Linked DNA regions of Gossypium arboreum: region 2 is linked to region 1. The links are chromatin contacts, called in public Hi-C maps. All regions are on one chromosome and are shown on one strand. The core of a region is the stretch at or near the end of the contact, and the rest is flanking DNA. Distances in the headings are between cores, read along the strand shown. Region 1 overlaps LOC108467595 (probable transcription factor KAN2). Region 2 overlaps LOC108470242.

Region 1 (4,395 bases), core at 1,350-3,849:
TTTCTTCTGCATGCATGCATGGCCTCCACTGATAGCAAATATTCTCTCTTTGTGTTGGTTTCTAACAGGGAAGCTTGGCTGCATGGCAAACCTAATGATTCTCCTCTAAACTTACCATCTCTCCAGGTTCTAATTTCTAACCTTTTATTTCCCCAAATAACCTCCTCTTTCCAACTTTTTTCCTGCATTCTAATAATGCTAATATATATATATATATATATATATTTATATAAACACCAATATAAAATGAAAAAGGTATACCAAAAAGGTGGACCCAATTTTTTTCCTTCTTCTTTCATGGAGGCATGCACATTTCTAATTTGCATCATTTCCTGGTTTGATTTTTGAAAACGTTGATTCTGAATCCTTGTTTTTCAATGTTCTTAAACAGAAAGCAAAGCCCCAACTCAAGGTGGCTTTTAGTCTTTTTTGTTTTTTTTTTTTAATGAAAAGGAAAGAAAAAGAGCCGGGGTAGGTGTGGGTGTGTGTGTGTGTGTGTTGGGGGGGGGTTATGATTGTTAAAAGTTCCTTTTTTGGTTCTTTGAAGAACCCTCCCTAGCTCAGGCCTCATCATCAAATTTACTTAACATGCATTTATCATAAACCCAATCCTCTTGACCCATATCAAGCTCATTGGTTTGACCTTGAAACATGCATGGTTGTAGATGGGGTCAAATTATGACTAATGCACCAGGAGAGATAATTGTAATGCTAAAGAATAGTGTCGGGAGTGGCACACAGGAGAGGAGCTGTACCAGGCTTAGTACGCTAGGCTATACTGTTCAAAATGAATGCTAATGCATAAAAACTAGTAGCGGCTAGTAATTCATTGCTTTTGATGATTTGCTTTATTATTTATTTTATTTAATTTTGAGTGCAGAAGGATATGGATCCAAAGTGCTTAAGCTATGAGAGAATATCAGATGTAAGCTCATCAAGCCTTTCAGAGACATGCTCCAAGAAGCCTAATTTGGAGTTCACATTGGGGGTTCCACATTGATATAGATATAAATGATTTTATATATTAGGATGTGTACTGCTCATTTTGAAATGATCATATATATCTCTGACTCCGAAGAGAGGAGAAGGGGGAGTTGGTGAAGAGAATCAGGTACCCTCTCATATTATATATATATATATATATTAAAAAGAATATCAGATTATGAAAAGAAAAAGAGAGCAACTAAAGACAGACAAAGAGACAAGAAAGACAGAGCAACAAAAGGAGAGAGGGGGATGGCAAAAGAAAAGCACACGTCCTTCCTATCAAAGCAGCCTTGAGAGATCCATATCAAAATATTATATTCCTACGTAAATATGAAATCTAATTGATTTTGTATGTTTTGCACTTAGTGACAGAGAGAGAGGGAGAGAGAGAGCGAGAGCGAGAGAGAGAGAGAAGAAAGATGAAAAAGATAGAGAGAAAAAAGAGAGGGAGAGAGTGACCCCTTTTAACTATCTTAAAAGTATGAACTATATTTGAAGTGATCCTTGGTAATTGTAATGGAGCACTTTACATTTCTAATATAATTTTTAGCTTATTTTTACCAAAGCCTCAGTATGGGGTTTATTTGGCCTCTCTTTTCTTTTTTTAAAAGCAATTTTACATGCTTTACACTTTGTAAACAAAGGGGAAAAAAGCATTAAAAAGTCTTTCAAGTATAATATATGATCTCAGAAGTAATGATAGTATTTACCTTCAAATTTGTTGGGTAAAATACAATAAAGAAAGAGGAAATGAAAAGGGTAAGTTTTGACGCCTTTTCTCCAAAAATCACATATATCAAAGTTTATATAGAAAGGTATAGTCAAAAGCAAAAGCAAAATAAAAAATAAAAACTAAATAAAGAAACCCTTCAATTTCGAATTAGTCGTTTTGGTTCCTGTGGAAAGTATAGTACATGTTTCTATATATTTTATCTTTTTATTAAAAATGGATAAATTAGTCTATATATATTAAATTTAAAAATAAATTAGTCATTTATGTTTAAAAATTCATTCATTTGTATTATTAAAAGTTAATTTAGCTGACAGAATAATTAGATAGTGACACATGATGTGCTATGTTAATATATGGGGGCAAGCTTTAACAATAAAAATGAATGAAAATTTTTAACAAAAGGATCAATTTGCTTATTGATTTAATGTATAGTGATTAATTTGCCTATTTTTTTAGTAGAGAAGTCAAAATGTAATCGAACTTTTAATACATGGGCTTTTATAGTACTTTTGCCTTATCATATACCTAAACATTGGGAATTTGATGTTTATCTACCCTAAAACTTTTGAAATGAAATTACGTTTTGAAATGAATTTGTATATCAGATAATGACGAAATTCTACTCCTTTGATAGCTGAATAAAGAACAATGTTCATCGTAATCCTCGTTGTTTGTCATTGGCACTTTAAATTAAGAAAGGGAAAAAAGCCATAGACTTTGATGTTTAGCTTTTCAAAAAGATGATTGAATGTCTAATTGCCGAGAGGAAGCTTCCCTGAAAGTGGTACCTACAAATTCCTCCCAATGGAGAATTATTGCTTTTTATTCCACATTTTTAGCTAGGGTTTTGGAATTTTCACCCGTCTTGTTCCACCAATTAGATATTCCTCTATGTTTTGCATGGAGAATTTTATTAATCCTTTTTATATCTTCAAACATAGACCCAAATTTCCTTTTAGAAAAGAAAAAATAGATAGACTAGACGATCAAAAATTGAATATTTTTCCTTGTAGAATTAAATTTCGAAAATATGAAGATGACACTTGTGTTTTGAGAAATGTAAAAAATTCGTATAACAATTATTGGGTTTATTTTTTAAAAAAAGAGTTGAAAAACTCCTTTAATCACCAAAATAGAAGAGAATGATTGGAAAAGAGGGTAGAAAAAAAAAGTAATATATATATAGAGAAGATAGGGAATTTAAGACAACAACATCTGATCTAAGATAGTCTTTTTGTACAGAAAGATTCCTACCAAAAAAATTTGTTCTCTAGTCAGATGTTTCCTTCTATAAAGCACAAAATTTCATGCCTTTGGTTTCATACCATTAGGCTTCAATAATTTTCAATTTGTGAACAAAAGGCTCATGTTCTAATGTTAGCTTTACCAAGTTATTATAATAACCATGGATAGCGCGCGCGCACAAAAAAAAAAAAAAAAAAGTCCAAAAATTTGTTGTTGGGTCGCAATCGTGGATCCCGCAACTTCGAAAAGACTAAAGTGCCTCTACGATTAAGGAAGACATGATGAAACTAGTTTCTTTATCAAGTTAATTTTGTGGTGAATAATTAAGGAGTTTTGTGTCATTTTATGTGTTTGCTTTGCCTCTTATACCAATTGGTCCACTATTGTTGCTAGCAATCTTGGGTCTCCTCCGAGATTTGGCAATCCCATAACAAGTAAAGGATACAAGTATGGCAGCTTGAGATATGCAGGATAAGTGCAAGACAAAGTGATATTAAATTGGGAACCATAGTGGGGTTTTTTTGTAAGTTAAATCCACATGGACTTTCATGAGAATATATATATATATATATATATATATATATATATATAATAGGATGGTCCAAAATCTAGAATTGTACAATAATGTCATGCTTTTCTTTCAACCATTATTCCTTTACTAAAACCACGGCTTTCACTTAGCAAGGAAAGGTAACATTATGTTAAATTAAGCAACACTTTTAGAGTTAACATTAGTTGGATTTATTTAATTAAAGCATCTACTAAATAGGGTAACTTCTAAATCTAACTCTTTGTAGCTTTAGTGGAAAACTTTCAACTCAGGGTTGTTTTATTGTCAAATAGCTAAGCCTTTTGTTAGATATTGCATGTAATGTTACAACTTTTCTGTATGAGGTAAAAAGGAAAGAAAATGGACAGTGGGTAAGTCATAAAATCCTTTGGAAAAAATGGAATCATCCTTTTAACCCCACCAAGTTAAATTTTTAAAATAAGAAATGAAATTGGGTCTTAGATCCAAATTTATTTTGGCTTTTAAAATTTTTAGACCCTCTAATACTCGCTTTGCTGAGGTTTTACACAAAGGTGGGGGGGCTTTGGGTTAAAGCTTACAGGTCCCAGTGACACACGAGAGAGACACTTGCATGTTCTCTGCTTTTGAAACCCATATATGTAGCGGCAAGATGTTAATGGAACAGACAGATTACCAAATCAATTTTTAAAGGTAATTATTAATTGCTCCCACCAAAAAAATAAAAAATAAAAATAAAAGACCGAGTATATAAGAATAAAGAGACATAATGGGAATTAACTTTAAGCAGACAACCCATCAGAATCAAATATAAAGTGATGGCCATAAAATCAAAGCAACCAAAAGTTATTTAGTAGGAATTTAATTAATTAGCTTTTCAACCTATATAACATCAATTCAT
Region 2 (5,021 bases), core at 400-2,899, 280 kb after region 1:
TTCAAACGAACTGAGACCAATGCAAAAAATTATCACCATTTAATTTGATATTGATGATTTGAATAGAATGCGATTCAGAGTTGGAAACATGATTTCTAGTAGATTTTGAGTAGGCAGATGAGAAAGTAGAGTTTGATGAAGTTTCTGACATGACTAAGGGCTGCTAAAAATATTTTTTAGGGTTTCTATGGGAGCTAGGAAAAAGTTTTCAGCACTGATACCAAATAGAAACTAGATGGGAAATAAAAAAAGAATGTTATTTCTTATATCTTTACAATTGTGATACAACACTTATATATAGGTAATAGCAGCCCAACAAGAGTAATTTAATCATTTCCTAATCTATACAAGTTAATTATTCTATAGTTACAATAATCTTATAGCTAGCATATATTAAATTAATCTACTTTCCTTTTTAACATGTTTATTGCTATAAATATCACAAATCGGGTTGGTTTTCAAAATTTTTATTTTTTGCTATATAAAAAAACCATTTTCGAACTAGATTTTTTCCAACAATCTTGTCATAGGCTTTGCTAATATCTCTTTTCATCGCAACCTTGCCCATCTTACCCCGACTTTTAGACTTCATATGATGGATGAGTTCAAAAGCCACTTACACATTATCGATAACCAACCTACTAGGAACAAAAGCCAATTGCATTAGGGAGATGAGTTTAGCCAGAATGATCTTCAACCGATTAGCAATAAATTTTGCGATGATTTTGTACAACACGTTGCACAAAGCAATAAGGTGAAAATCTTGACTCCGAGTCAGATTATCCTTCTTTGGAATTACAATAATTAAAATGTCGTTAAGGGATTCCGGCAAAAATCCTTACTCCAACCACTAATAGCAGTATGTGAGTATATTATTTCCAATAATAGGCAAACAATGTTGGAAAAATGTTAGGTTCATTCCATTCGGGCTCGGAGCCTTATCAAGGTGCATGCTAAAAATTAAATTCATTAGCCGAAAAAAGAGCTAACAAGAAAGCGTTATCCACATCAACCACAGAACATGGAAGCAACGACTGAGTCAACTCGGGAGAAGACAGATTCAGACGATGCTCGATTGACGACAGCTGGGGTAAGTTAATGGCCATCAAATGGATGGGATGGGTCATAACCCAAATCTAGAAAATAATATAATATTTTATTTTGGTTAATAATAGTATTGGGTAAATTATATTTTAATCCTTTGAAGTGGTATGTAACACTCATAAGTGGTAAATTATGCCACGTAACATCCAATGATTGGTCCACTTATAAAAAAAACATGTCAAATTTTTATTAGAGTTTTTAATAGAAGCGACAAAAATGAATGACTTATGTAACGTGAGTATATAAATTGTGAACTTTTTTATTTTCGATAACTAAAATGAGAAAATTTAATAGTTGAATGACAATCTTAGTAGTTTTTCCTTTTTTTTTAACTATCATCATGGTCTTTCTCTTTGACATCTGTTTTTGGCAAATAACCCAAAGCCAATCCTTCTTTTGGCTGATAACCCTTGCTTGTCAATGAACGGTCGTGTCTTTGCTCTCTAAAGGCCCCGTCCCTTTTTGTCTCCGGCCACCTCTATGGTGGCATGTGAGTCCCTTGGATGTTTTTTTACTACTTTCTTCCCTCCTATCTGTGAAGTTTTGGGTCAGCCTGTTTCGACGTTGTTTAGCTAGAGTTTCCATTGATTTTGAGTTTTGAAGGTTGTTAGTATCATCTCACCAGTGTTGCTTTGGTGATCGTTCATGGCCAACTGATTGGAGGGTCTTTTCGGCTTTGTCTCCTGCAACGTCTGGCTTGTAATCGGTGCCGACAATCTCCGGTGTCCATGGTTTTCTCGGGCTTCACTCTGTTTCGTCCTCTTTCTAGAGGTAAACTCACTTTCAAAGCCAGAACGGCTTCCATCTAGCGGTTTCCCGATCTCCCCCCCGCCCCCCTCTCTTTCTGATGGCTTAGTCACTAGGCCTAGCCTTTGGGCCTGGACATTTGTATCTTTTGGGCTTTAGGCCCTTTCTTGCTGTACTGGTTTTTATGAAATCTTTCTTTTGAAAAAAGAAAAAAATCCAAACGCATCATTCAGAATTATGTTACAAAGCACAGTAGGAGAAGGCACATCTCAGTTATTACCTGGGCCAGATAAGGCAGCCCAGTTAAGCCAACCACGTTGGATTTTCTATTATTACAACTTGAGCTTAACAAAATATTTCCTACAACAAAGCTCAGCTAACTGTCTTCCATCCTTCTCAGTATCAGTTTCTACGATTACCACTACCTTTTTGCAATTGTAGCCTTTTGCCAATCCAGCTTCAATCATCAATCTCCCATGCCACTCATACATTCTGTATACAATTGTTGATTTAATGTTGTCTTTAAAAGTAGGCAATGACAAGCACCAGATACAATAGCTAAATTTGCACATGCTTTTGTAAAAGATTCCAAGCTCCATAATAGATGATTCTGCTTGATTATTATATATGAGTGAACTTTTGAACAACTTTACAACAGCTCAACTTGCGTTTAGTCACATTTTGAAGGATCAGATCAAGTGATGTATGGTGGATGTTGAAATACTAGAGAGCTTATGACAACTAGTCTAATGTGTAGAACTGATTCACACTTTCACTTTTGCTGCTGCTTCTTTGATTTGTTCAATGGTGAAAACGCCGAAGAAGTCATCATCTCTTACAGCATTGACGACTGCATAAGCAACGTCATCTACGCTAACTGGTGGAACCAAGATCAGATCAGATGCTGGAATAGCATTTAAAGGCTTGGTAAAGTTCTCCACAGCACTAAGAATTCTTTCCAGTGGTTCCCCAACCAGATCAAGTGGAAGCTCAAAACCATCCACTCGTCTCTTTCCATATATAAACCCTGGTCTTAGGACAACACCTGAACTCCAAAACCAAAAAAAGAAAACAGTTGGACACTCAATAAAGGACTAAGGCAGAAAAAAACAGAGCGTTAATAGTACAATTAACTTAAAAACGTGGCATTAGATACATGATGCTCATGCAGGCGCGAGTTGTAGAAGAGTAAGATCCTTCTAAAGTTGAACATGTATTGATGATAACTCTTCTTCAGGAATTCTCATTTAGACGCTACCAAGTTCCCTAGCCTCCCCCTTTTCCCTTTCCTTCGAAGTCTTAGGGCTAGCTTCAAATCAGGTGTGTGCATTAACATTCTTAAATTTTAAGACTGCTTGTTCATCCTGAAGTCACTTTTGACATTACCAGCTAATTGTTTACTACTTTGCTATTAGTTTTATGTAATTAGTCAGGCATTTAGAAAATCGTATATAGTAAGTGAGAAAGAACCAATAAGCTTAGTCATTAAAAATTACCCGAGTTTGGATATTTGGATAGTACTTCTGATTCAGCTTTCCTCTTTCCTGTGAAGTATCCAGACGATAGTAAAAATGATGGTAGGTTGTAGTCATGCACTGAGATTAAGATAAACTTTGGAATCCCTGCAAGGAAAAACATAAAAATTACAGAGGATATGCTCTCTACCACAAATTTAACTTAAGTAATTAGATATATAAGTTATCACAGGCAATTCTTACCAAAATCCTTTGCAGCATTTACAGCCACAACATTAGCCTCGCCATTAATTCTTTTCATCTGCTCCTCACTGCCAAAACCTCCAAGCGTTGAAACCACAGCTGTAGCCCCAACAAGTACTTCATCCCAGTTTGCATAGAAAACATCTCCTGTAAAACAGCAAGCTAAATTGTTAAACTGCATTCATGGAAAATACTGACAAGTGACAACTGAACTAAGACTAAAATGAATAGAGTAACAAAGATTCTACATAAACCCAAACCCAAGTAAGGTCTTGTTGGTCAACAATGGTCTACTCAAAGGATAGTAGGAGTGTAGGACAGATGCAAAATGTAAGCAGCAACAATAAGAGATATGTAGCTCTCTTACAGCACTTGAAAGATGAGACCAATATAGAAATGTTGATTCTCGAACTTCTATAAGAGAACTAATCATATACAATCATGTCATCCTTGCAATATAATTAGCTATCCACACCAAATGGAAGAGAGTTCCAAAAGCAAATTCAGGACCCTAACGTTCAATGTTATACTATAGGAGATTCTGCATTACAACTTGAATAGATATTGTAAGATGATAAAAAGTATTCAAGGGAAGCTAAACATGCCTGGTACCCAATTAACCTGATCCACCCATGAGCCCGAGTAAGTAGGACGCCCTGACCTGATATAACAATCGAAATTTAGGCTTTCAAACATCTTATAATAAATAATTTTTCAAAAGCTTATAAATAACACTAAGCTCTTAATCACACAGAAAAGGCAACATAAGGAAGTTAAAGAAGTTGAGATAATCTTTGACACCTGCTTAGGCTTATAACCTCTATGCCCTTGGATACCGCAGCCTTGCATATTGCAGAACCAACAAAGCCGCTTCCTCCTAAGACTACAATCTACTAACAAAAACATGTCTGGTAAGTAACTTGCGCTTACTAACACCCAAAATATCGACTTATCCAGTCCGGGCATACCCGTTCGTTTCTGACATCAGCCACAACATCTATTGTAGCTGATCTTGAGTCATCACTGATTCCTGCTTCTGCATAGCTACATTTCACACCAAACTTGCACAAGCTGCAGTCGTGTTGAAAATAGACAGAAAATAACATCATAGGCTGGAAAGTGGGCAAAAAATTTTCAATTTTCTTCAAGATAAAGAAAATTTCTTCAATTTCCAAATTACCCCAAAAAAGTAATAAAGGGACCAATCAAATCAAATTTCAATAACATACTAATAATAATCATCCTAAAAATTTTAAAAAAAAAAGGTAAGAAGTTGCAAAATATATGTTAAAAAAATCGACATGCATAAATGATAAATTCAAACTGAAAAAAAAAAAAAGAAAGATATATTGAAGGGAAAAACAACAGAAGCTCATTGCTTTGGTTTTTTACTGGGAATAAAAAAAGACCACATAAAATTAATTAGTGAAAATATCAAAGAGGAAAATAAAT

The links. A called contact is a pair of places that touch in the nucleus more often than the background predicts.
Region 2: a contact with region 1 is called in a Hi-C map of leaf, with 2.1 times the contacts expected there. The contact joins two enhancer-like sites. A contact is called at or near these places in 2 of 5 Hi-C or Micro-C datasets (both in leaf).

The regions. Positions count from the first base shown.
Region 1 is chr8:16,651,547-16,655,941 of ASM2569848v2, forward strand. It overlaps LOC108467595 (probable transcription factor KAN2), which reads left to right. Exons shown (of 6, transcript XM_053018067.1): 5 at 69-126; 6 at 884-1,552. The coding sequence ends at 1,000. Among protein-coding and RNA genes, the nearest start is that of LOC108467595, 6.3 kb to the left of the region's middle. Within about 2 kb of position 2,600, at least 2 of the 2 cell types and tissues checked have an H3K27ac peak or open chromatin away from gene starts, as enhancers often do. A contact at or near this core is called in leaf, where this site is marked.
Region 2 is chr8:16,928,627-16,933,647 of ASM2569848v2, forward strand. It overlaps LOC108470242, which reads right to left. Exons shown (of 7, transcript XM_017771528.2): 2 at 4,538-4,640; 3 at 4,371-4,459; 4 at 4,175-4,230; 5 at 3,570-3,716; 6 at 3,348-3,473; 7 at 2,044-2,896. The coding sequence ends at 2,616. Among protein-coding and RNA genes, the nearest start is that of LOC108470242, 2.9 kb to the right of the region's middle. Within about 2 kb of position 1,650, at least 2 of the 2 cell types and tissues checked have an H3K27ac peak or open chromatin away from gene starts, as enhancers often do. A contact at or near this core is called in leaf, where this site is marked.